7 separate regions of the Mus musculus genome follow, and all the other regions are linked to region 1. Evidence: chromatin contacts called from public HiCAR-type, HiChIP or PLAC-seq and promoter capture Hi-C data. All regions are on one chromosome and are shown on one strand. The core of a region is the stretch at or near the end of the contact, and the rest is flanking DNA. Distances in the headings are between cores, read along the strand shown. Region 1 holds the start of Cyp4f17 (cytochrome P450, family 4, subfamily f, polypeptide 17). Region 2 holds the start of Rps28 (ribosomal protein S28). Region 3 holds the start of Angptl4 (angiopoietin-like 4). Region 4 holds the start of Rab11b (RAB11B, member RAS oncogene family). Region 5 holds the start of Marchf2 (membrane associated ring-CH-type finger 2). Region 6 holds the start of Pram1 (PML-RAR alpha-regulated adaptor molecule 1). Region 7 holds the start of Myo1f (myosin IF).

Evidence for each region. Promoter capture Hi-C pulls out the DNA fragments that hold promoters and counts their contacts. HiCAR-type assays count read pairs that join an accessible place to other places. HiChIP or PLAC-seq counts read pairs in DNA pulled down with a chosen protein or histone mark.
Region 2: a contact with region 1 is called in a promoter capture Hi-C map of second pharyngeal arch cranial neural crest, with 3 times the contacts expected there. The contact joins the promoter of Rps28 here to the promoter of Cyp4f17 in region 1. A contact is called at or near these places in 5 of 39 promoter capture datasets (the 3T3-L1 cell line, hippocampal neurons, liver and 2 more) and 2 of 115 datasets of contacts at active chromatin or transcription factors (embryonic hindbrain and forebrain).
Region 3: a contact with region 1 is called in a promoter capture Hi-C map of hippocampal neurons, with 4 times the contacts expected there. The contact joins the promoter of Angptl4 here to the promoter of Cyp4f17 in region 1. A contact is called at or near these places in 2 of 39 promoter capture datasets (hippocampal neurons and liver) and 5 of 115 datasets of contacts at active chromatin or transcription factors (embryonic forebrain, embryonic stem cells, forebrain and 2 more).
Region 4: a contact with region 1 is called in a HiCAR-type map of astrocytes, with 3 times the contacts expected there. The contact joins the promoter of Rab11b here to the promoter of Cyp4f17 in region 1. A contact is called at or near these places in 3 of 39 promoter capture datasets (cranial neural crest, hippocampal neurons and liver) and 6 of 115 datasets of contacts at active chromatin or transcription factors (astrocytes, embryonic limb bud, embryonic stem cells and 3 more).
Region 5: a contact with region 1 is called in a promoter capture Hi-C map of liver, with 4 times the contacts expected there. The contact joins the promoter of Marchf2 here to the promoter of Cyp4f17 in region 1. A contact is called at or near these places in 3 of 39 promoter capture datasets (frontonasal cranial neural crest, hippocampal neurons and liver) and 1 of 115 datasets of contacts at active chromatin or transcription factors (pancreatic cancer cells).
Region 6: a contact with region 1 is called in a promoter capture Hi-C map of hippocampal neurons, with 4 times the contacts expected there. The contact joins the promoter of Pram1 here to the promoter of Cyp4f17 in region 1. A contact is called at or near these places in 5 of 39 promoter capture datasets (the 3T3-L1 cell line, cranial neural crest, frontonasal cranial neural crest and 2 more).
Region 7: an H3K27ac HiChIP or PLAC-seq map of bone marrow-derived dendritic cells shows a contact between it and region 1, with 4 times the contacts expected there. The contact joins the promoter of Myo1f here to the promoter of Cyp4f17 in region 1. A contact is called at or near these places in 5 of 39 promoter capture datasets (the 3T3-L1 cell line, the C10 cell line, hippocampal neurons and 2 more) and 1 of 115 datasets of contacts at active chromatin or transcription factors (bone marrow-derived dendritic cells).

The regions. Positions count from the first base shown.
Region 1 is chr17:32,504,851-32,508,172 of GRCm38.p6, reverse strand. It overlaps Cyp4f17 (cytochrome P450, family 4, subfamily f, polypeptide 17), which reads right to left and starts at 1,689. Exons shown (of 13, transcript NM_001101445.2): 1 at 1,595-1,689; 2 at 1,081-1,279. The coding sequence starts at 1,278.
Region 2 is chr17:33,822,957-33,826,278 of GRCm38.p6, reverse strand. Rps28 (ribosomal protein S28) reads left to right here and starts at 1,717. Exons shown (of 4, transcript NM_001355384.1): 1 at 1,717-1,845; 2 at 1,933-1,980; 3 at 2,949-3,086; 4 at 3,163-3,243. The coding sequence starts at 1,807. The coding sequence ends at 3,071. It overlaps Ndufa7 (NADH:ubiquinone oxidoreductase subunit A7), which reads right to left and starts at 1,707. Exons shown (of 4, transcript NM_023202.4): 1 at 1,599-1,707; 2 at 629-678. The coding sequence starts at 1,649.
Region 3 is chr17:33,780,011-33,783,332 of GRCm38.p6, reverse strand. Angptl4 (angiopoietin-like 4) reads left to right here and starts at 1,758. Exons shown (of 7, transcript NM_020581.2): 1 at 1,758-2,270; 2 at 2,440-2,550; 3 at 2,686-2,803. The coding sequence starts at 1,941.
Region 4 is chr17:33,758,782-33,762,103 of GRCm38.p6, reverse strand. It overlaps Rab11b (RAB11B, member RAS oncogene family), which reads left to right and starts at 1,618. Exons shown (of 5, transcript NM_008997.3): 1 at 1,618-1,881. The coding sequence starts at 1,842. Gm17251 (a long non-coding RNA gene) reads right to left here and starts at 2,246. Exons shown (of 2, transcript XR_003952408.1): 1 at 1,517-2,246; 2 at 237-562.
Region 5 is chr17:33,717,148-33,720,469 of GRCm38.p6, reverse strand. Marchf2 (membrane associated ring-CH-type finger 2) reads left to right here and starts at 1,793. Exons shown (of 5, transcript NM_001252480.1): 1 at 1,793-1,924.
Region 6 is chr17:33,636,189-33,639,510 of GRCm38.p6, reverse strand. Pram1 (PML-RAR alpha-regulated adaptor molecule 1) reads right to left here and starts at 1,455. Exons shown (of 10, transcript NM_001002842.2): 1 at 1,334-1,455. The coding sequence starts at 1,336.
Region 7 is chr17:33,554,076-33,557,397 of GRCm38.p6, reverse strand. Myo1f (myosin IF) reads right to left here and starts at 1,691. Exons shown (of 28, transcript NM_053214.2): 1 at 1,542-1,691. The coding sequence starts at 1,544.

The DNA of each region.
Region 1 (3,322 bases), core at 440-2,939:
GAAAAATAGGAAAAGTGGCTGGCCTAGTAGTGGAACCCTTCATTTTCTAGGGAGCACAAGACAGTCAGTGTGTCACCTCAATACCACAGAGGAAAACAGAGTGCTCAACTCTGACCTAATTCAGACAATGGAGTCCTCTGACACATTTTTGAGGAGGAAGAGTTAGATAAGACAGGGGAGGAATTGGTGGGGCTGGAGATATGGTTCAGAGGTTAAGGGCACTTGTTAATCTTGGAAAGGACATGGTTTTGATTTCTAAAACCTACAAGGTAGCTCACAGCCACCTATAACTCCAGTTCTGGGAGATCCAATGCCTTCTTCTGAACTCTTTGAGCAATAGGCACACACATGGTACACAAGCACCAATGTTGGCAAGATACATACATATAAAATATATATATAATATATAATATATATATATTATATATTTTATATATTATATAATATATAATAAATATATAAAAATATATTATATGTTTTATATATTATATACAATATATAATAAATCTCATTTAAAAAAAGAAAGAAGAAGAAGGAAGGAAGAAAGGAAAGAAAGAAAGAGAGAGAGAGAGAGAGAGAGAGAGAAAGAATTTTAAAAATTGGAGAGGAGGGATGTCAACTTCTGCCATTCAGCATCGCTGTCCCTCAAGAGACTCTGGCCAGCAGAGATGGGCTAAGAAAGGAGCATACCCAATTTATTCCACTAGAAAGGCTCAACTCCAACAACGTTAAGTGAAATAGCACATTGAGGGGGAGAGCTCTGCTCCCTCAACCTATCCTGGGGTGGGGTGGGGTGGGGGGCACTAACAACACAGAACAGGACTGAACAAGCAACAGAAAGAGATCTTAAAACATGAGTTCTTATCAGAATGTGATCCGAAGTTAGCTGGGAACGAGAAAGGGCAAAAAAGAAAAAAGCCTCAAAACGTGGTGTAGACAGAGGCCAGGAGTAGATATGCCGGGTATGTGACTAGATAGAGACTCACTCAGCCTCCCTCCCTCACCTCTCCACCCTCTCACGACTCCCAGGTTCCTAAGAGCCTTTCCTGACACACCAGACCTACCTGCTGCCACACTCACCATGCTCATGTGACCCCAAAACCAGTGCCGCGAAGGGGGCTCGGGGAAGCAGCGGAGACGGCAGTAGTTGTCATAGAAGGCACAAATCCAGGTCAGAATTCGAGCCAGGAACAAGGAGGCCCCAACCAACTGCAGAAGTTGCCATGGGAAGGCAGCTCCAGGCCCCAGTCCCAGCCAGGACAGGCCCAGCTGTAGCATCCTGCAAGAAAGATAGGCCAGAAGTGAGATCCTGAGGCCCAGGAGACAGAGGTGGCCCTCCATGGTCACTGGACAGAGATGGTGACTTAGAGGACTAGAACACAGGAAGGAAAAGGGACACCCAGGGCTACGGAGAGACAGAGAATCAGGCAGGAGAGAGGCAGATAGGATCTGTTTATAGTCTGCGTTGGCCTAGACTGAAGCACAGGTATGTAGCGTAGTAACTGGGAAATCAGGCCTGCCTGCAGAGCCACCCCAGCTGTAACAGAGCTTCCACTGTTCAGTAGGGGCCTTCCGTGTGTCCCAAGTCCGGCACCTTTTCTCAGGAGTAATGCGTCCCAGAAACGTCCGCTCTTCCCTGGAAATGTTTTTGATCCTGGCTACCGGCTGAGCAGGACGATGAGCTGGACTGAGCCAATCCCTCGGTGGCCCAGAGCCCTCCTCCCAGCCTGGGTAGAATATCAAAATGCGGGGGGCGGGGGCGGGGGCGGGGCGGGGGCGGGGCCAACCCGAAGCAATTGGAGCCAATCCAGGGTCACATGTCCAGGCAAGCAGGGTCCTCAGGATTCAACACCTTCCATCTGAACCAAGACAAAGGTGTCTAGAGACCCAAAGTTTACAATCTGTCCCGTTCTCACTAGGCTCCGCAGGTCCTCTGAGGACCTGCAGGCTAGAGGGCAGCAGGCAGTGTTTTCCAGTTCGGACTGAAAGGATCCGAGCCTCTGCCTACCAGCTGCACAACCTGGCAGAATTCTCCCTCCAAGTAATCCAGGTTCCGAGTGGAGACAAGACTTCCAGAAACAAAGAATCCGGCCGTGCTGGAACGGACTAAAAGAGATTCTGAAGATTAAAACTCCCAGCTGAGGGACCAGAGTTCAGTTAGGAAGTAGGTGGGAGGGGTCAAGCTGAGCCGCCAGTCGTGGGGAAATCCAGGCAGGCGAGAAGAGAGAGGGGGTTGTGGGCTCCGGGTCAGCAGCACCACGTTGAGAGCTCCAAGAGAAAAACACCATTCACAATACAAAGGCAGGCCCATCTGAATAACACTATTATTCATTCAACTGAAAGGGTAAAAGCCCAAGGATGCGCAAGTGACGGACTTCAAGCCGTAAAAGATATCTATAACTGCCAACCCAGACTGCTGCATCCAGAAAAGCTGTCTGTCATAAAGAAGGACATTTTTTTTAACTATCAGCGGTAAAAATAGAACAAAGGCATTTATGAGCACTGAGCCAGCTCTACAGAAGATGCTTGATAGAATCCTTCAGGCTGAAGAGGGGGAAATCAGGCCACAAAGTCCAGGAAATAAATAAATAAATAAATAAAACACACTAGAATATTATTAAAGCAAGAGAGGAAGAAGGAGGAAAACAAAATCAACAAAATTGCAGGAATCAACAAACACCTTTCAATAACTCGGGTGTTCTCAGTCTCAACTGCACCCCAGATAAAGGCACAAGCATGGATCTGCTGCTTCTAAGAAATATCTCACTACAAGAGGCAGATAAGATTCTAGCTCAGGGTGAAAGGACGCTAAGCTATCTCAGGGGACAGGAAGATGGCTCAGTGTGAATGCACCTGCAGCCAAGACTAACAGCTTCACTCTGCTCCATAGAACTGACCAGCATGATGAAAGGAGAGAATTGACTCCTGCAAACTGTCCTCTGGCCTCCACACCCATGGCATGACAGGCACGTGTGCCCACACACACACACACACACACACACACACACACACACACAAATAAATAAAATGTTAGTTCACAGACTTTTAAGGGTATGCCAAGGAAATGGACCTAGAACACAAGCAAGCAAGTGTGTTGCTGTTCTATCATCTGACAAAAGAATCTTCAAATGAAAACTAGTGAGAAAGAATAGAGAAGTCACTCATAACCCGGTGAGATGCTTCCGTGGGTAAAAAGCTCTTACCACCATAGTCAACACAAGCCAGACAACCTCAGTTCAATCTAGATTAAGAGGCAGTGTCCTCATGGGGTGCCTGTTGATATCTGTGGGAAGAAGGGGCAGGCCATAAGGTATTACAGTCT
Region 2 (3,322 bases), core at 468-2,967, 1.3 Mb before region 1:
ATTTCCCTCCCTTGGCGTCTGCTGGGTTTTCACACAGGGGCTCATTCTGAACTCAGCAAAGTGAGGTGGAGTCTCTGAGTGCTAAAGCCACCAACCCCACAAAGCAAGAACACTCGTTTGTATTGGCATCCAAAAGCCTGAGGACAAGGCAAAGACTCATCAGTATATAAATGTGATCAAAACTGACTTTAAGCAATGACTTGGCCTACATGGGCCTCATCCTCCCCCTTCAGTAGCTTGAGAACATAGCATTTCATGTGGGTGGTCACAATGAAGACTGCAAAGCTACCCAAGAGACCAACAAATAATACAACCTATCTCCTAACTATTCCAAGACAACCCAATGAAGTTAAAAGTTAAATTTTTGCTTTCACAGCCTGACAAGAAAGATCTCTGCTCAATTCTCCAAGGAAAGTTCAAGAGAACAGCAAATTTAGGGTTGTTTTTTCACGTTTGTTTATTAGACAGGGGTTAACCTGGAACCCATCATGTAGATCAGGCAGGCCTTGAACTCAGAACTCAGCCTGCCTGTTTCCCGAGTGCTGGGATTAAAGACTGTACCACTATGGCCAGCCTTGGGTTTGGTGGAAGAATGTCAGGATGAAGGCAGCAAGCACGGCCTGCTCACCGCTTGGCGATCTCCTGGTAGCGCAGCTGTAGCTTCGCCTGCAGGTCTTGCTGTGGGAGGAGAGAAGAAGTCAGAAACTAGGGAACCCCAGGATAGGGTTAGCGAACAGAAGTAGCCAGTTAGGGTAAGTTTACAAGTCATGCATATGAAGAAAGGCAAGGGCATGGCTTACAAAACTTTAAGGCTAAGTTTCCAGCCTTTCCAAGATCTAACCTAAAAAGCCTTCCTTTTAAAGAAAATCTCCTCTGTATATGGGTCAATATACTAAACGTGCTTACCCTAACATTATGGGAATTCTCACCCAAACAGTTGCTTACTAAGCTCCAGTGCTAGATATACCTCCTTTCTTGGACCCTAAATTATCTCTCCTCTTATCCATCTCCAACCTCCCAGGAGCTGCAGAGATCTACAGCTTCCCTGACCTCTTTGTTTTCTTCCAAAATCTAAAAACTGGTCCTCAGCCTTCCAAAAACAGGGGCACAAGATTCCAAGCTGATAGCCGGGCGTGGTGGCGCATGCCTTTAATCCTAGTCGGGAGGCAGAGGCAGGCGGATTTATGAGTTCAAGGCCAGCCTGGTCTACAAAGTGAGTTCCAGGACAGCCAGGGCTACACAGAGAAACCCTGTCTCGAAAAAGAAAAACAAAAACAAAAACAAACAAACAAACAAAGATTCCAAGCTGATACGGGGGATGAGGAAACACCTGGTCTCACGTGGGAGACAAATGAGGCGAAGAGAGAAAGGGATAGGAAGAGGGGCGGGGCGGGGGGGAGCTAAAGCCAGGCAATCTAAGGCCAAGGAAATCCCAGTAACCCGGCCAAAAACATTTAGGACCTTGAGTCTGACTACTGGAGTCACAAATTCAGGGATCCTGGATTATCCACTGAACTAAGGAGATGTTAAGGGGGATAGGATTCAAGGGCGTACAGAACCCAAATCCTTCCCGGCCCGGATCGGAACAGCACACGCACCCCAGACGCCCAGTTCCGCAGCTTTTGGATAACGCGAGTAGCGGACGCCATATTCCTTCCGCTCCGAAGGACGCTGGTGACGACTCTGTCCCGAGGATTCCTGGGTACCGCGTGCGGTCTCGCGAGAGCGAAAGTGAGGCGTGGTCAGAGCCGACTATAAAAGGCATCCCCTGCTCACGTGACTCCTCTCCGCCAGATCGCCGCCATCATGGACACGAGTCGCGTGCAGCCCATCAAGCTGGCTAGGGTGAGGCGACTGCGGGTGTTTAGAAACCTGAATAAAGAGAGAAGAAAGCTGAACATGTCGAGCCTAACTTTCCCTTATTTCCTGTAGGTAACCAAAGTGCTGGGCAGGACCGGTTCGCAGGGACAGTGCACGCAGGTGAGTGATGGGAACATTCGGACCACTTCCTGGGGTCGGAGCGGAGTCCTCCCGAGTACCAGGATTATAACTGGATTTGGTGACGTTTAATTCTAGTAGCTAGGTTCAGGGAGGATATGACTTTGTAAGAAACGCGGATACCGTAGTAAGACTGCCTTTGAAAGCTTTGGTGGTTTTTTGTTGGGGGGGGGGGGGTGTTCTAGACAGGGTTTCTCTGTGTAACCCTGGCTGTCCTCGAACTGAGAAATCCGCCTGCCTCTGCTTCCCAAGTGCTGAGATTAAAGGCGCGGGCTACCACTGCCCAGCTAAAAGATTTGGTTTTTAAAGAGGTGGAGTTGGCGGGACCTGTGTGTCAGTAGTAGACTTGCTTACCATACAAAGAACCCGAAAAAACTTGAGTACTGAACTCAAAGCTAGTAATTAAAGATGTCTAAGGAAGTTCACTTGGAGTTCCAGTCAAGCTTAGGCTACAAAATGATCCAGTACCGAAAAAACCTGGGCCACTGTTGATAGTGTGCTTGCCTCGGTCCACCACATAGAACAAGAACGGTAGGGCATCTCACCTACTCCAGGAGACAGACAAGCCTAGGCTAAAGATGCCCTGACCGTTCGTTCCCCTGGCTTATACCCAGGTCTCCCATCACAGCTAATTAAGAAACTAAGGTAGGGGGACCCGTAGATCAGGGCCAGCCTGAAGTAAGTTGGAGGCACCCAGATAAAATTGTAAGTGGGGAGGGTGTTGTAATTCCAGAAGGATCACAGGATTTCAAGGTCAGATCAGGCTACAGAGACCCTATCATGTGAGTGATTCAATGCCTTTGGTCTGGCAAATGAGACCTTAAGAGTAACAAATGCTTGTAACTGCTGAACCATCTGACCTGACCAGCCCCTGTCCCAGGCTCTGGTCCATATTACCTTTCCACCCCACTAGTAAGTAGCAGCATTTAACTCTTGTATTGGGCTTGTAGGTGCGAGTGGAATTCATGGATGACACCAGCCGCTCTATCATCCGAAATGTCAAAGGCCCCGTTCGAGAGGGTGACGTGCTCACCCTATTGGAGTCAGAAAGAGAAGCTCGAAGGTTGCGTTAATCTTGCAGCTGGTGGGTAAGTGGCAACCCTTGGGAGGGACTTGTTAGGAGGTAAGAAAGGCACTCTATCTAATGCTTGGGTCTGTTTACAGGGTTCTGGATATCCACTACTTAGCCCACGGAATGATCTGCAACTGTTAAATAAAGCATTTATATTAATTCTTGTCTAGAAATTGGTTTTTCCAGCAGCGTCTTGGCTTTATAAAAACTCCAGTGACCATGCACTCTGCTTTGAAAGCCCCCCTCCCCATA
Region 3 (3,322 bases), core at 509-3,008, 1.3 Mb before region 1:
TCCTCTTTTGTCTCTGCCTTGTCCCTCTCCCCTGCTCAAAGGTAGGATTTATACACAAACTAAAAAACTCAGTACAGGATCTAGGCTGTATGGAATGAGTGAATGAATGGATGGGTGTGGAAGGGAAATCTTTGCTGATGTTCTCTAGATTGTTTGCTTTTTAAATTTTTTTTAAAAAAGATGTATTTATTTTATTTATATGAGTACATTGTAGCTGTCTTCAGACACACCGGAAGAGGGTATCAGATCCTATTACAGATGGTTGTAAGCCACCATGTGGTTGCTGGGAATTAACTCAGGACCTTTGGAAGAGCAGTCAGTACTCTTAACTGCTGAACCATCTCTCCAGCCTGCTTTTTAAATGTTTAAATGACTGTTTTAAATTGTGTGCATGTGTGTGAGTGCCTGAGGAGGTCAAAGTCACCATAGCTCCTGGAGCTGGAATTATAGGTGACTGTGAGCTGTTGGACTTAGATCCCCTGCAAAAGATGTAAATGCTCTTAACTGGTAAGATAGATTTCCAGTTCCTCCTGGCTTTTTTAGTTGTTGTTGTTGTTGTTTTGTGACAAGGTCTTCTTCCTGGATGGCCTGGAACTTCACTATGTAGACCAGGCTGACCTCAAACTCACAGAGCTTCCTCCAATTGCTTCTTGCTCTGCAGTGCTGGGAGTTAAAGTATGCATAACTATGAATTGTTTTTGTTTTGTTTTGAAACAAGGTCTTGCTGTTTCAGCGTTGACTGGTCTGTAACTTACTATGTAGAGCAGGCTAGCTTGTAGCTTGTACTATTCCCCTGTGTCCTGCGTGATGGGTTTACAGGTGCGTGCCACCAGTTTTGTTGTTGCTGTTGTTGTTTGGAGACCTGGCTCAGAGTAGCCCAGGCTCTCTTAAACTCACTTGTGTAGCTCAAGATGAATTCCACACTCTTCTGCTCCATGCCCCAAGAGCTGGGATGACAGGTCTGTCCTCAGACACTGATCCTCCTTTAACGCAGGTAAATTCCTGGACACCAAGACCCCTGGTGGTGGAGGACAGGCAACAGGAGGAAGCCTAGGGTTGCAATCTCTACAATGTAGACAGAAATCCCAGCTATTGACTATTTGGCCAGGAAGAGGTGACTAATTGAACAAGGGTGTTAGTGATCCTCACAAACACATCTGCAATGACGAATGCTTGAGCTGGAAAGAGCGTGGGAGCCAGAAAGGTGGTGGAAGTGAGAGTGGGGGCAGGGGTTCCGCCTGGTCTGTGGATTAAAGATCTCAGGAAGCCTCTAAGAGGCAGAGAGCAAGGTTCTGTAATCCCCCACTTGCCATCTGAACTCAGCCTACCAGGGAGAGAACTTTCTGCCACGTAACTCTGCCCTACTTTGCTTTTGACTTGAGAAGGGGTCAGTCAAGAAGGCATCCACGTAGCGGGAAGGGGAAAAAAAAAAAAGAAGGCATCTACGTCCTGATTTGTACGCCCTTTCCTCCATTGAACCGGGCTGGGATGCGGGCTAGGGCTGGGAATTTCCGGCCTTAGGATGAACCATGCAGTGCACAGACAGTCACGTCGCTTATTAGGTCGCAAGGAAGGCGAAGCAGCCATCCCCAAGAACTCTTCATACACACACACACACACACACACACACACACACACACACACGCCACACACACACACTCGTAACTACAAAGCCTGTGGCATTGCACCCTAAAACTTGGCCACTCGCTCCGCCCCCGGGCCCCGCCTCCAATGCTCTCCCTCCCACTCCCACACCCGCTTTATAAAGTGGGGCTTTAGGTGCAACCGTGAAACGCTTATGAGCTACGGGCTCCAGATCTTCTTCTGCACCAGAGCAAGTCTAAGTCTGAGCCGGCTCCCCCAGAACTCCAGCTGCTGGGTCTTGAACTCCTGCGTTCCGGAGTCCTAGCGTTGCTGCACCCAAGGCCACCCCCAGAATCATGCGCTGCGCTCCGACAGCAGGCGCTGCCCTGGTGCTATGCGCGGCTACTGCGGGGCTTTTGAGCGCGCAAGGGCGCCCTGCACAGCCAGAGCCACCGCGCTTTGCATCCTGGGACGAGATGAACTTGCTGGCTCACGGGCTGCTACAGCTCGGCCATGGGCTGCGCGAACACGTGGAGCGCACCCGTGGGCAGCTGGGCGCGCTGGAGCGCCGCATGGCTGCCTGTGGTAACGCTTGTCAGGGGCCCAAGGGAAAAGATGCACCCTTCAAAGACTCCGAGGATAGAGTCCCTGAAGGCCAGACTCCTGAGACTCTGCAGAGTTTGCAGGTAGGCGCATCTACTAGGACTCTGACTCTACTTAGACTAACGAGTCTAGTACTCCAGGACCTGGGTGGAGAAGGGCCTCAGAGCAGACTGTGAAAGGGTAGAAGGGAGGGTGAATAAGAGGAGGTTGCCGACATAAAGCCAGGTCTTCACTAGCCTTGCATATCTTCAGACTCAGCTCAAGGCTCAAAACAGCAAGATCCAGCAATTGTTCCAGAAGGTGGCCCAGCAGCAGAGATACCTATCAAAGCAGAATCTGAGAATACAGAATCTTCAGAGCCAGGTAATTACCCCAGCAATTGGCCCAAATGGGAAAGAGGAAACAAAGTGGGGGTGAAATGTAGTGATGAAATGTGGCTAAGCAGTTGTTATGGCATGAGTCAAAAGATCTAACCACCCGTTTCCTGCCCGGTCTTAGATAGACCTCTTGGCCCCCACGCACCTAGACAATGGAGTAGACAAGACTTCGAGGGGAAAGAGGCTTCCCAAGATGACCCAGCTCATTGGCTTGACTCCCAACGCCACCCACTTACACAGTGAGTATCTCTGGTCTTTGCTGTCATCTGGCAACTCCCCAACCACCCCACTTGCCATTCCAATCCTTAGCCTTCTTGTCAGGTCCACCTTAATAGGAAAGAAAGAGATTCTGGCCTTGGGTTCCTGTGGGCTCACTAGGCTCTCATCAAGGGTATTTTTATATATTGCACCCTCTTCACTTATGATCCTGCTTGGCCAGACCACCCCACCATTCTTTCCCAGCAAGAATCTTCCCAAAATCTTATTAGCCGTTAACCAGAACAAGTAGAGGAAGGCAGATCATAAGGAGCTAAAGTTTCAGGGGTTCTGGGAGATGGTGGTGTAGCTCAGGGACATCATGCAAAGGAATCCAGGGCTGTGTGTGGATGTGTGTGCGTTCCCGAGGTTTGGAACCCTCCAACATCTCTTGATGTAACTATAAAAGGGAAAACCAGAGTAAGCACACCCCCACCCCGGCTCCTAGACTAGACACATCCTCTTACATCTTACAGATACAGATCCTTTGTCCTGTATGCTTC
Region 4 (3,322 bases), core at 369-2,868, 1.3 Mb before region 1:
TATTACTCCAGTTAAGGATCCAACATCATCTCTGACCTCTATGGGCACTGCAAACACATAGTGCACAACATGCAAACATAACACACATACACATAAATAAAATTAAGCTGCATTGCTGTTCCTTACTATTCTCCCAATCTCTTAATATCTGTTAAACAAAGACTTCATGGCCCAAATGAGCCACATAATCTCAGGAATACACAAGCAGAGAAAGAAAATGAAATCAGAGAGGTAAATTTTTAAAAAAAGATTTTATTTATTTATTTTATATATGTGACGAGTACACTGTATCTGTCTTCAGACAAACCAGAAGAGGGCATCAGATCCCATTACAGATGGTTGTGAGCCACCATGTGCTTGGAATTGAACTCAGGACCTCTGGAAGAGCAGTCAGTCTCTTAACCACTGAGCCATCTCTCCAGCCCCCGAGAGGTAACTTCCAAGTTACCAGTGTACAAGAGAATCATAAGTTCAAAGTTGGCTAGCACGAGGTGGCGTGTTTAGCGGCGCAGAGCCAGGTGGATCTCTCAGTGTTAAATATCAGGTTCTAGGCAGGGAGACCCTGTGCTCCAAATAAAACAGAACAAGAAAAAAAGAAGTTAGTTCAAAGTAAATATGTATTGTTATCATTCCTTCTAGGCTCCCAGTTACCTGGCAATAGCTAGGTATGACTAACTCACTAGAAAAGGGGCTGTTTGCCCCCCTCCTCTCTTATCCTACACTCTGCCCCTTCTCCCTGGCCGGCCTCTCCTCTTCTCTCTCCACCCCCCTCCTTGCCACTCTCTCTCCCTTTCTCTATCTCTACTCCCTCTTCAATATGAAGCTAGTCAGGGTAACTTGAGGCCTCGTCTCAACAAACAAACAAACAAACAAACAAACAAGCAAACAAACAAAATCAAGCTGGGTGGTGGTGGCCAATGCCTCTAATCCCAGCACTTGGGAGGCAGAGACAGGCAGCTCTCTGTGTTCAAGGCCAGCCTGGTCTATACAGGGCAAGTTCCAGATGGCCAGGGCTACATGGTGCGACCCTGTCACAAAAAAAAAAAAAAAAAAAAAAAAAAAAAACAATAAAGAAAAAAGAAAATCAGACAGGTATAGTCTGATCCATATCACCAATTCCAGTCTAGCTAGGGTTTCATAGTGAAAAACCTGTCTTAAAAAAAGAAAAGAAAAAATATGAGTAATGGTGAAAGCAGAAAACAAGAGAACTTTTTGAGAAGAGGAACAAATAAAAAAGCCTAGGATCCCCATTTGTTTTGGAGGTACTGACATAAGCTTTGTATTTAAACAAAGAACTGGGGAACTGCAACCCAGAGAAGGCACCCCCAATCAACGAACATACGCCCGGAAATGGTCATTTATGGGGCTAGAATAAGAGGTCGGAGGAGACCCACTGATCTATGATGTCATCAGGACGTTAAAGTCCGTAACGTCACCTAGAGGTAGCTCAATTTCCCTTCCCCTACAGGTTCGCTGGAAGGCCCAGTCTGAGTTCAGTCTCTCATTGGTTACGCACTCTGTCAATCCACTTCATTGTTCAAGTGTTCCGTCCCGCCTTCCCCCATCTGCTTTTGATAGGCTGCTGAATCTGTCATTTCAAAAAGGTCCGCATTCCTTCCGCCTTTCTCCGGGAGACCGAGGGCTAGAAGGGTGGATCCCAGGAGGCTCCTACCCCCCGAGCTCGGTTTCTCAGCCTGATTGGCTTGTCCAGGTGCCTGTCACTACCGCTTTCACCGTTGACTGGCCTTTAGACCGCCGCTCTACGCGGCGCCGGTTCCGCCCCCGACGGGTGTTTGTGGTGGGGCTGCGGAGTCGCCGATCCCGCCGGAAGCGCCAGGACAATGGGGACCCGGGACGACGAGTACGATTACCTATTCAAAGGTGCGCCTTGTGGGGTACAGACAGGCGAGGTGGCGGTAGCGACTGGAGGGCCGAAGCCGTGCTACAGGAACAGAGAGCTCAGGGTGGAGGCCCGGACTTCAACGGGGCCTATCCGGGCTGGGAGTCGGAGGAAGCCGGGGCAAGTGGAGTTCGCTAGGCTTCGGGCCCTAGTACGCAGTGGTGAGGAAAGGGAGGCTCGGCGAGGCCTACGGACCCCGGATGCGCCGGGGCGGGGCCGGGGCCTTGGGGGGGTGGGGCCCGAGGTGGTAGGAGAGGCCGTTGGGGCGGGGCGTCCCGAGGGGCGGGGCTTTCCTGGGTTTGGCGGGCGGACTGCGTTGAAAGCAGGATTGTAGCTGGTGTTAAGGCGAAGGAGAAGGTTGTGGGCGTGCCCACAAAGCCTGATTGGTGTGAGCCTTCTAGGACTGACTGACACACCCGGGGCCTACCTTGGAGTGGAGCCTGGATCATGTGCAGGAACCCTATATTATGGTGCTTTGGAATTGGGTAGATTGGGGCCTGTCTGTCGACTAGTTCAAACTCTTGATATTCATGGAGAAGTGATTCAGTTGGTAGCATTCCTAGCAGCAGCATGCTCAAAGCCCTGGATTTTATCACTAACACCGCCTTGGTGATGGTGCAGGCCTGTAGTCGCAACACTTGGGAGGCAGAGGTAGGAAGATCAAAAGTGCAGAGGCCAGGCTGGATTACTGGAACCCTTTCTCAAAGGAAAAAAAGAAAAACCACACATGGACAACGTTAAATGCAGTACCTGTACTATTCTGAAACTTTTTAATAATGGTCCCTTTTACTCCTCCTTATTAGTTTATACAGCCCATATTATCCAGGAAACAGGCCAGTAGTGGTGCACACCTGCAATCCCAGTACTCAGAGTTGGAGGTAGGAGGATGTACTGGCTAGTTTTGTGTCAACTTGACACAGCTGGAGTTACCACAGAGAAAGGAGCTTCAGTTGAGGAAATGCCTCCATAAGATCCAACCGTAAGACATTTTCTCAATTAGTGATCAAGGAGGAAAGGCCCCTTGTAAGTAGGACCATCTCTGGGCTGGCAGCCTTGGGTTTTATCAGAGAGCAGGCTGAGCAAGCCAGGGGAAAGCAAGCCAGTAAAGAACATCCCTCCATGGCCTCTGCACCAGCTCCTGCTTTCTGACCTGCTTGAGTTCCAGTCCTGACTTCCTTGGGTGATGAACAGCAGTATGGAAGTGTAAGCCGAACAAACTCTTTCCTCCCCAGCTTGCTTCTTGGTCATGATGTTTGTGCAGGAATAGAAACCCTGACTTAAGACAGGATTTCTTTGCAGTTCAGAGCCAATCTGGGATGGTGAGGTAGCGTAGGTATTTGTGTACACTGCCAGGCCTGATGACCTGAGTTCAATCTTGGGACCTTCATGGTGGAAGAGAGTCTGCAAATTGTCTTCTGCCCG
Region 5 (3,322 bases), core at 544-3,043, 1.2 Mb before region 1:
GTTTTATGCTTTTTTTTTTTCTTTTTCTGCTGACAGGAGGTCTCACTATGGCTGTGTCAAGTAGGCTGGCCTACCTCACAGAATCTACAATTCATAGAGATTTGCCTGTTTCTGTCTCTGACGGCTGGTCTTCAAGGCCTGTGCCAGCACATCTAACTTTTTAAACTTCTTTTTACTGTTGCTGTTGGAACTGAACAAAAGTGATTCTACATTGTTTCTTATATGTTCATATTCTGTGGGCAAATTAAAAAAAATGTTACTAAAGCCGGGCGTGGTGACTCATGCCAGGCATGCCCACACTTAGAACTTGGAAGCGGGATTTCCAGGTCATCCTTGTCTGTATATCCACTTCAAAGCCACACTGGGCTTTAGGAAACCCTCTATCAAAAACCCAACCCAAACCAAACCAAATCAGCATCACCATAACCACCACCACCACCATGAAGCTTAAGGTGTGGCTCAGTGGTGGAGCACCTACCTAATGTATCAGGCTGCTGGCTCCATCACAGGCATTGTAAGAATAATAATTCATACTAATAACGTGGGGCTGTGGTGGCATATGCCTATAATCTTACGCTTGTGAGGGTGAGGCAGGACCTGGGCTACACAGTAAGACCTGTCTCTAACAAATAAGCAAACACAATGATTAAAAACCGCTAATGTTTGTCTCACAATATTTATATTAGTTAATGTGTCCCCAGGGTCTTGCACATGCCTGGACCATAATAATGCTTCCTACAGAATTTTGATCTTTTTGGTTTTCCTTCATATGGTTGGCCTTGCTTTCTGTGTAGTTGAGGGTGACCTTGAACTTCCTGGGTGCTGGGATTATAGGCATGTATGACCAAGCCCAGGGCTTTGTGTATGCTAGGCAAGTACTGCTAAGTGTTCTCTCACTGAAACCAGTGCTAGATTGGCAGACAGCAAACCCCAGCCATCTTCCTGTTTACACCATCTACAGCACTGAGGTTACAGGAGTTCGAGGCCCTATTCAGCTCTTTTATGTGGATGCTGGGGATTTTAACTCAGATCCTCATGTTTGCCATGCAAGAGCTCTTGCCCGCTGATCTATCTCAACAGCTCTTTCTACCATCTGTTGCTCCATTTTTTGAATGTATGTCTTGCTTGAATAATTGATGAGTAAATGATGATGGCTTTAGTTTCCTCCACAGAACTCTAACCCCTTTGGGCGGATTTCCTTCTGCAAAATGTGATCATAGCCACCCTAGGATTGGTAAGTGTGATAAAAATGTAGCTCAGTTCACACTGTTTGTGCCTAGCACGGAAGAAAAACTTCATTCCATTCTAGCTCCCGATAGAACTGGGAAGGTGGAGGCCAGAGGATCAGAGAGGTTATCCTTGGCTACAGAGTGAGTACGAGGTTAGCCTGATCTACATTAAAACTGTCTTTAAAAAACACAACAAACAAACAAACAAACAAACAAACAAACAAACAAACGGGGGCCGGGGGGAGCGGAGAAGAAGGCGGAAAGAAGTTATTTGGCAAGTGTGAAGTTGTTTACTTAAGCTCGCCTTTGTTCTGCTCCAGGCTCTGGCAGCAAGTCTACAGCCAGAGATTGGGATGGGGGAGGAGCTGGGATGAGGCGGGGTCCATTTTGGGGGTGGAGCCAGAACGCAGCAGGGGCGGAGTCAGAAGCTGCGGCGCCGCGGGGCCTGGACCGCCCAGGACGTCCCGTATTTTGAAGGCCCCACCTTCTTGGGCGGGGCGTGTATGCTGATTGGCAGATGATACTCAGAGGCAGTCTTCATTGGTTCGCCGTGCTGTCTGCTCGGCGGGCGGTGCCCGGACGCAGGTGCTCGCCGGAGCCGGAGCAAGCCGCTGCTGACGGGCCGGGCCGGGCCGGGACCCGGGCCAGGGAGAACCGAGGGGCCTGCGCGGTCGCCCGGCCCGGCCGCGGAACAGGTAGGCACGGAACAGCGAATGGGCCTGACCCGAGTATGTAGGCAGGTTTCCCAGGTTCCGGGTTCGAGCCTCCGGCTGAGTACTCGAGCGGGACAGATAGGGCGCTACCCTTGGCCTTACTTAGCCCTGCTCAGGACGCAGGCACCTCAATTATCATTTCAAGGTTGGTGAGAGGTCTCCGAGCCTCGCCACGCAGGAGAAACCTCTGTGAGCCTCGGTTTCCCCATCTAGGAAAAGTGGGTCATCTCGGAGCCAACATGATTTAGGAAATGGCTGATGAGAAAAGCGCCTGGCATACAGTAGGAGGTCAATAAGTGACTAATGTCACTCTGAAACCCTCTTCATAACGGTTCTGTTTGGGTGATTATTAACATTATAAAGAGTTGGGGCGCTTCACAAAAAGCTACTCAGTGCACTGTACTGAAAATGTTGTTTTTCAAACAGTAGTCAGGGACTGCCAAGATAGCTCAGCTGGTCAAGGTGCTTGTTGTCTGAGTTCAGTCTTGAGGTCTCATATGGTGAAAGAAAAACTGACAACAGAAAGTTGTCATTTGGACTCCATAGACACACCCTTGCATGAATATACACCACATACATATGCAAAAATACAAGCAAAATAAATATAATTGAAAACACTTTTTTTGTTTTGTTTTGTTTTTCGAGACAGGGTTTCTCTGTATAGCCCTGGCTGTCCTGGAACTCACTTTGTAGACCAGGCTAGCCTCGAACTCAGAAATCCGCCTGCCTCTGCCTCCCGAGTGCCAGGATTAAAGGTGTGCGCCACCATGCCTGGGGAAAACACTTTTAAAAAAACTCTGTAGTCAGAATTAATGTGGTTAGTGGGAAACATACTAGGTAGAAGTATTAAAAGTAATTCCTTTCATCTAAATGAGTAAATTGAAGTTCAGGGAAGTTAAAGCTGTTGCCCAAGGCCATACAGCAAATAGGAAGTAGAGCTTCTGGGATTAGAACTTAGTTTCTGGACTGGGGGTCTAGCTCAGTACTTGCCTAGCATGCACTAGGCCCTTGTTTTATCTCAGTACTGCCAAGAAAAACAACACACACACACACACACACACACACACACCCTAAAGTAAGAAAGAGATGGATGAGGCCCAGAAAAGCAAATTAACTTGAATCAAGACATACAGTATCAGTGACAGAGGCAGAATAAAGTGCCTAGGGCATGGAGCATGGTGGTACAGGCCTGTTAGGTCAGGTGCTCTGGAGGCTGAGGCAGGAAGACTTCAAGGTTCCGCTGGGTTATTTAGTGTAACTTTGGTATTGTTTAGTTCTTTTATTTTTGAGGTCTTACTCTGTAGCCTTGGCTGTCCTGGAACTCCTTACGGAGAACAGGCTGACTTAGAGATTGGATTGCCTCTGCCTTCCAGGTGCTGG
Region 6 (3,322 bases), core at 206-2,705, 1.1 Mb before region 1:
CCTCCTCCTTTTTTTTAATTTGTTTTTTGAAGCAGGGTCTCATATATCCTGGGCTGGCCTCAAACTTGCTTTATAGTTGAGGATAACCTTCTGCCTCTGCCTCCCATGTGCTGAGATTACAGGTGTGTGCCACCATTAGTTTAGCTTGCTTGCTTGCTTTTCTTTTTCTCTTCTCTCTTCTCTCCTCTCCTCTTCTCTCTTCCTCTCCTCGCCCCCCTCTCTTTTTCTTTCCTTTCCCTTTCCCTTTTCCCTTTTTCCTTTTTCCTTTCCTTTCCTTTTTTTGTTTTTTGTTTATTTTAAGTCAGTTTCTCACTATGTAGCCCAGGCTGGGATTCAACAGTTCTACTGCTTCAGCCATCTGAGTGCTGGCATTACAGGTGTATACCACCATACCCATTTTGACTATAAATTGTTAAAATTTAGTTGGGGGGACTAGAGAGATTTCTCAGTAGGTAAAGTACTTGTCATGCAAGCCTGAGTTCTAGCTTCAGTACTCATACATAACAAAGTCAGGAGCAGTACCTGTCATCCTAGTTAGCTCTGGAGAGCTTAGGCCAGGAGGCCCTCTAGGGCTTGTTGGCTAGCCATTCTAACTAAGTTAACAAGCTCTACATACATCTATCTAAGATGTGGGTATTAGGTGTCATAGTCCCTGACATGTCTCATGAGGACCAGAAGGGAGGCTCCCCAAATGTACAGGCACTATATGATATGTTTAGAACATTTCTGGTGCTCTCAAGTCTGACCTGCTCTTTGCCATAGGTGCTGGTAGATATCCCCAGCCTATCTTCACCAAGGGTAAAAAAGATTGGAGGACAGAGAGGACAGAACCTTGTAAATCTATCTAGAGATGGACTCAGAAGGATCTCTGGGAAGGAAGCAATTCTTGCCTGGGGTCAGACATTTCTTTGTTGAAGCCCCAGTCTAAGTGAGTTGATGACCACAAGGGTAGATAAGGAAGGGTTTAGCAGAGCACAGCTTGGGTAACGGACTGGAGATGGGGACTGGTGTAGCAGGTGCGTGACCCATTTAATCACTTCACAGGAAACCTCTGCTTATATCCCAGCTGCTGACCTGGATTGAGGGTATATCATTCCAGGCAGACCCAACCAGCACCACACTGCCTTGCAGTCACAGATACAAAGCTGGTCCACAAGAGCTCAAGCTATTATGCCTTGGTTGTTTCTTATCTTTTCCTGTGCCATCTCATCCCCAAGACTGTTCTAGCTCTGTTCTGCTAGGTTACCCATGAGGGCATATTTACCAGTTCCCCAGTTTCTACTTGGGACCCTTGTTACCTGAATGAACTTCCAATGGGGGCTTGAGGACTCACCATGGCTTCAGGGGATGATGAACCACAGGGTGAATGAGCTCTGAGCTTAGGCTTCTGCCTTGAGGAAGTTAAGTGTGGTTTCTGCTCCACGGGCTGACACACCAAGTCGGAGCTGTTGGGCTGGGGAGGGCAGAGGAGGAAGGAGGCGGAGATAGCCTTTCTGTCCCCTCCTTGAGTTCCTGCCTGTCCACTACTGTCCCCAAAGTCAGGTCATTAGACCTAAGCACATCTATAAAGCACAAGTTTCCTAGCTCCTACTAGCCTCTTGATTCCCTATTGTCCCCCTTAGTTTTAACACTTTGGGGTCCTGACAAGCTTTGTCTCTGAAGAGGCAAGCTTAGGACAAACTCAGGACAGTCACAGCACCTTAGTGGGGATTTTATGGCTTTCTCTGGGTCTTAAGACGTCTCTAAAGAGGTAGACCTAGGATATGGCTGTTGCAATGGTGAGGACATATCTGTCCTCCTGTATTGCTTCATCTACCTTGTTTCACCATTTGTACTCTCAACAGGACTTCCCTGTTAAGGTGACAAATGCCCCATCAGCCAGGGCTATGCACCCAAAGCATCATCAACTGGGATAAGCAGACTTATGGGTGGGTGGCATTAAAAGATGTCTAAGTCCTGGGCTGAAGGGACATCACTGTTGCTGTGAAGGTATGGGGTTTTAGGACCTCTCAAGTTCACAGTGGTTAAAGGAAGCAGAGAGAGGAGAAACAAGAAAACTGGATTGCAGGAAAATGAAGCCCAAAGTGGGACAAAGGTAGATATAGGAAAGGAGAGCCCTGACACGTGATTCAGTCCACAGGAACAAAGAACACTCAGCAGGGTTCAGAGGTATGATTCTCAGTTTGGGAACAGAATAGAATTCTTTGAGCTGTTAAAAAAATATCTTCCAGAGATTCTGATGTCACCAGTCTGGGATGTGGTCCAAGGAGGAGGACTACTTACACCCTAGCAGGATGGTTCTGGTGTATAGATGAGTGTACATGTGTCTATGTCCCTGGAGTCACAAAGTACATGCTCTAAGCAACTGGCGTAGTGGTGCATACTTGTAATCCCAGCAGAAGCAGGAAGTTCACTACATTTCCAAGGTTAGCCTAATCTACATAGTGAATTTCAGGCCAGCCAGCACTACATAATGAGACCCTGACTCAGAAACGTAACCAAAAAAGTACATGTTCTACCCAGGTATAGTGGCACACATCCGTAATCCTCGCATGTGGGAGAAGAGGATATTAAGTGCATGACCATCCCCCGGCTGGAAAGTTGAGACCCTGTGAAGGAAGATAACATAAACTAAATCCAAAGTTTGTAGCTCTGTTGGTAGTGTACTTATATAGCATGTACAAAGCCTTAAATCTGATTTCTAGAATCTCATAAAACAGCACTTGGGAGTTAAAAGCAGGAGGATTGGAAAGTCTGGTAGTTTAAGGCTATTGTTGCAGTGCCTTGTAAAAATACAATGAAGCCGGGCAGTGGTGGCGCACGCCTTTAATTCCAGCACTTGGGAGGCAGAGGCAGGCGGATTTCGAGTTCGAGGCCAGCCTGGTCTACAAAGTGAGTTCCAGGACAGCCAAGGCTACACAGAGAAACCCTGTCTCGAGTAAAAGAAAAAAAAAAAAAACCCACAATGAAAACCAATCTTAGAAACAAAATAAATATATGTTTTGACTTAGGTGATGGGCCTGCTGTTGGGTATTATAAGGCTGATAGAGTAGCAAGAACTTGTATAACTCTTGGGAATGAGCCAGGTATGGTTTCAGCTTATTTAAATGGAAATAAAGCAGCTTAGGTTGAGAGGCACACCTTCCTTATTTTAGCACATAGCATCAAGATTCTGATGCTTGTTTTCCTGTCTTGGGTCACAGTTCCTAGAGACGAGTCTGCTTTTATAGGAGTCTCAAGTGGATAGTTTCCAGAATCTTGGTGAATGGAGTCAGGTAGAAATATGAAAGAAGCCACGCCACGCCTATAATCCCAGGTACTG
Region 7 (3,322 bases), core at 442-2,941, 1.0 Mb before region 1:
CCTTTTAAAAGAAAGGGCTTCATGTAGCACAGGCTGGCCTTAAATTTGCTCTAGTCATGGAGGACTTTGAACTTCTGCATCCACTTCCCAAGTTCTGGGACAACAGGTGTACAGTACCATGCCCAGTTTATGTGATGCTCAGAATGGAACCTAAGGCTATGTGTATGACAGTAAGCATTCTACCCAGAGCCCAGACTCAGCCCCAGCTCTCACTGGCTTTCTAAAAAAATGGTCTCTTTCACCTCACCTCCCTGCCTCCACTCCAGTCCTGTTTGCTATAACCTCCAAGAACCCCAACAACTATTCTTTTCCTAAGAACATGCCCTTGTTCTCATTGACAGAATGACAAAAATTGAAAGCTGAAGTGAACTGTGGGTTTGTGGAGCCATGGGGTGATTTGTGTAATCACTACTGGCTTTTATTGTATGTGCCATGATGCTGCTAAGTCTAGACCCATGCATGGTGCTGATCATTCTCCAGCCTTCTCATCATCAACAGACTTCAACTTGAACTTGTAGTGACATCTCTGTCTGCAGCGTCTCCACTGCCATCCTTGGGTAGTAGGGAGAACGGTCTCTCCTTTGTATACCTTTCCTCTATCCTTTCTCCACCTAGTCCTCCATCTCCTCCTCTTTTTTTCTTCCTTCCTTCCTTCCTTCCTTCCTTCCTTCCTTCCTTCCTTCCTTCCTTCCTTTCTTTCTTTCATTAGGTATTTTCTTTATTTACATTTCAAATGTTATCCCCTTTCTTGGTTTCCCCTATGAAAACCCCCATCCCCTCCCTCTCCTCTTCTTTCTATTCCTTATCTCCATTCCTATTTTTCCTTTTCTTCTCCTAGCTCTCTCTTCCCCCTCCTTTTCATCCTTTGCTATCTTCTGCCGCACACCCACATCTCCAACTCCTCCTTAGTAAAATTAACTGGTCCTGGAAGTTAAATGAGGATGATGATGACTTATTTTCAGTGCTAGAGATGATACCCAGGATCTTGAGCACACTAGCCAAGCACCCGCACTGAGCTATCATCTGCCCCTGTGATTGTTATAGTCAAACCACCTAGGATCACTTGCACTGTTATCCCACCCCATGAGAGTGGCCAAACCTACAGATCCCTCTGATGAATGTTCCCAAGAAAAGCCCTACACCCCTCAAACACTCCTTTCTCCAGACCAACTTCTAAATAAGAGTTCTAGAAACAGAGGCTAAGAGAGGGAAGAGCTTGTTTCAAACTGCAGGGGAAGACTAGTTCTGAGATGAGTTGATAACCTAGTTCTCTAAGCCCCTGAAAAGGGACATGTTCTCTTCCTGACGACTGTGTAATTCCTTCAGGGACACTTTCTTTCCTATTTATGTTGCAGTATTGGTCCTCATACCCAGCCTGGCAGATGCAGATTGGAGCTTGATTCTTGGTGAGGGACATGGGGTGCTCTGTGCTGTCCTATGGAACTCTGTCTCTGAAGGCTCTGTGGTTCTCATAACCATTGCCCCAAGTTTTGAGGGTGCTACCAGGTTACCACTCCCAGATCCCACCTTGAACAACTTACCATGGTGAGGGATGGTATGTAGGCTCCTGTGGGTAATGACAGGGGTGCAGGCTCAGAGGGTTCTAGGGGGTGGCTCTGGCATGGCTCTCCTCCTTCACAGGCTCTTGGCCCTAGTTCCTCTTGTAACAGCCCCTCTTTTACTTCCTTTGCGGGAGGGCTCATGACCACAGGGGAGGGAAGCTGAGGGCGGGGACAGTGCTCTGAGCTCTAGCAGCAATGACAGGGCTGAGGGAACCGTTTGGAGCTTACCCTGAAGGGATAGGTCAAAGTTGGCGGGCAGTCACTGCCAGACTAGAGAAAGTCCTTTATCCATCATCTACCTCAAGAAAAGAGTTACAGCAAAAAGCACCCAAATCAGCTGACTGCAGGACTGGCCGCTTAGTTCTCTTCAGAATCAGGGGAAGGAAGTACCATTTCAGATGTGTGTCTGCTCAGAGTTCCCATGGAAACCCTTTATGGTCCTCCCTGTAGACTGTTCCTCCAAAGCCAGGTCTGTTAGTAAGGGAAGTTTAACTGGAGTAGAAGACACCACAAGACTTATTTCCCTTTAATGTCTGTATTTCTCTTTGTGTGCGTTTCTATATGGGTGCATATGAATGTGTGGAGGGAGGTCAGAAGACAACCTTAGGTGAGTGCCAGTTCTCACCCTTCTCCTTGAAATAGGCATCACTGTTGTTTTCCTACTGTGGAAATCAGGCTAGTCTGCAAGCTTCCTGGATTCTCTTGTCTCCACCTCCTATCTCCATGTCTCAGATATTTGTTACCTTTATCTGGCTTTATGTGGGGTCTGGGGATTCAAACTCATGCCCTGATGCTTGTTGTGAAAAGTGAGCTATTGGCCTTGAGAGAGAGAGAGAGAGAGAGAGAGAGAGAGAGAGAGAGAGAGAGAGAGAGAGAAAGAGAAAGAGAGAGACACAGAGAGAAACAGAGACAGAGACAGAGAGACAGAGACAGAGACCGAGACCTTTGGAACCCAGGAGGCACTGGATCTCTGGGAGTTTACATCTGTTAACCACCTGATATGGGTGCTTGGAATTGAACTGTGGTCCTCTGAAATTACAGGAAGTAATCTTCTATCCAGTTGAGCCTTCTATCCAGCAAGCACCTCCCACTGTCACTCCACCCCAAATCTGGATATTGTTGTGGTTTTTGTTTTTGAGATAGGGTTTCCACTGTATAATTTTGACTTGTCTGGAGTTTGTAAGTAGCAAATTTGGTCTCAAACTCAGAGATCCTCCTGCCTCTGGATTGTGGGGCCCAAAGATGTACACACCATTCCTGGCCCAATCTGGGTTTTCACACTTACAGCCTTGCTGTTTTCCTGACTTGGCTCTATCAGCAGCAGCCAGCACATGTAGGGCCTACCATACGTTAGCTCAGTACTTGGTCTTTGGAAGACCAGATCACAAATGAGTCTTCTGTTGACATGGAGGAAATGACAGTTCCTAGAAGTTGTCACCTCCTCATGTTACCCACTGGGGAGGTGGCTAAGACCAAACCAGACTGGTGAGAGCCTAACAGGGACCTGTGTTCTAATCCATCTTTGGTCCATGCCACAGAGACTGGGAATGTCTCTGTGTCCTGTGCTCTCTTTCCATAGGTGAGAAGTCTATATTCTTCTCCAATATCCAGGGCCAATAGCACAACTCCACATGTGGAAGGGTGGGAGAGGATCATATTTAGTTGAGAGTACAAAAGGACTGGACACTTGTTAGACTCGGTAAGAAACTGCTTTCGTCTTAAAGTGATAGGTTTTTATCTGTAGTGGCCAAAGTCCTTTC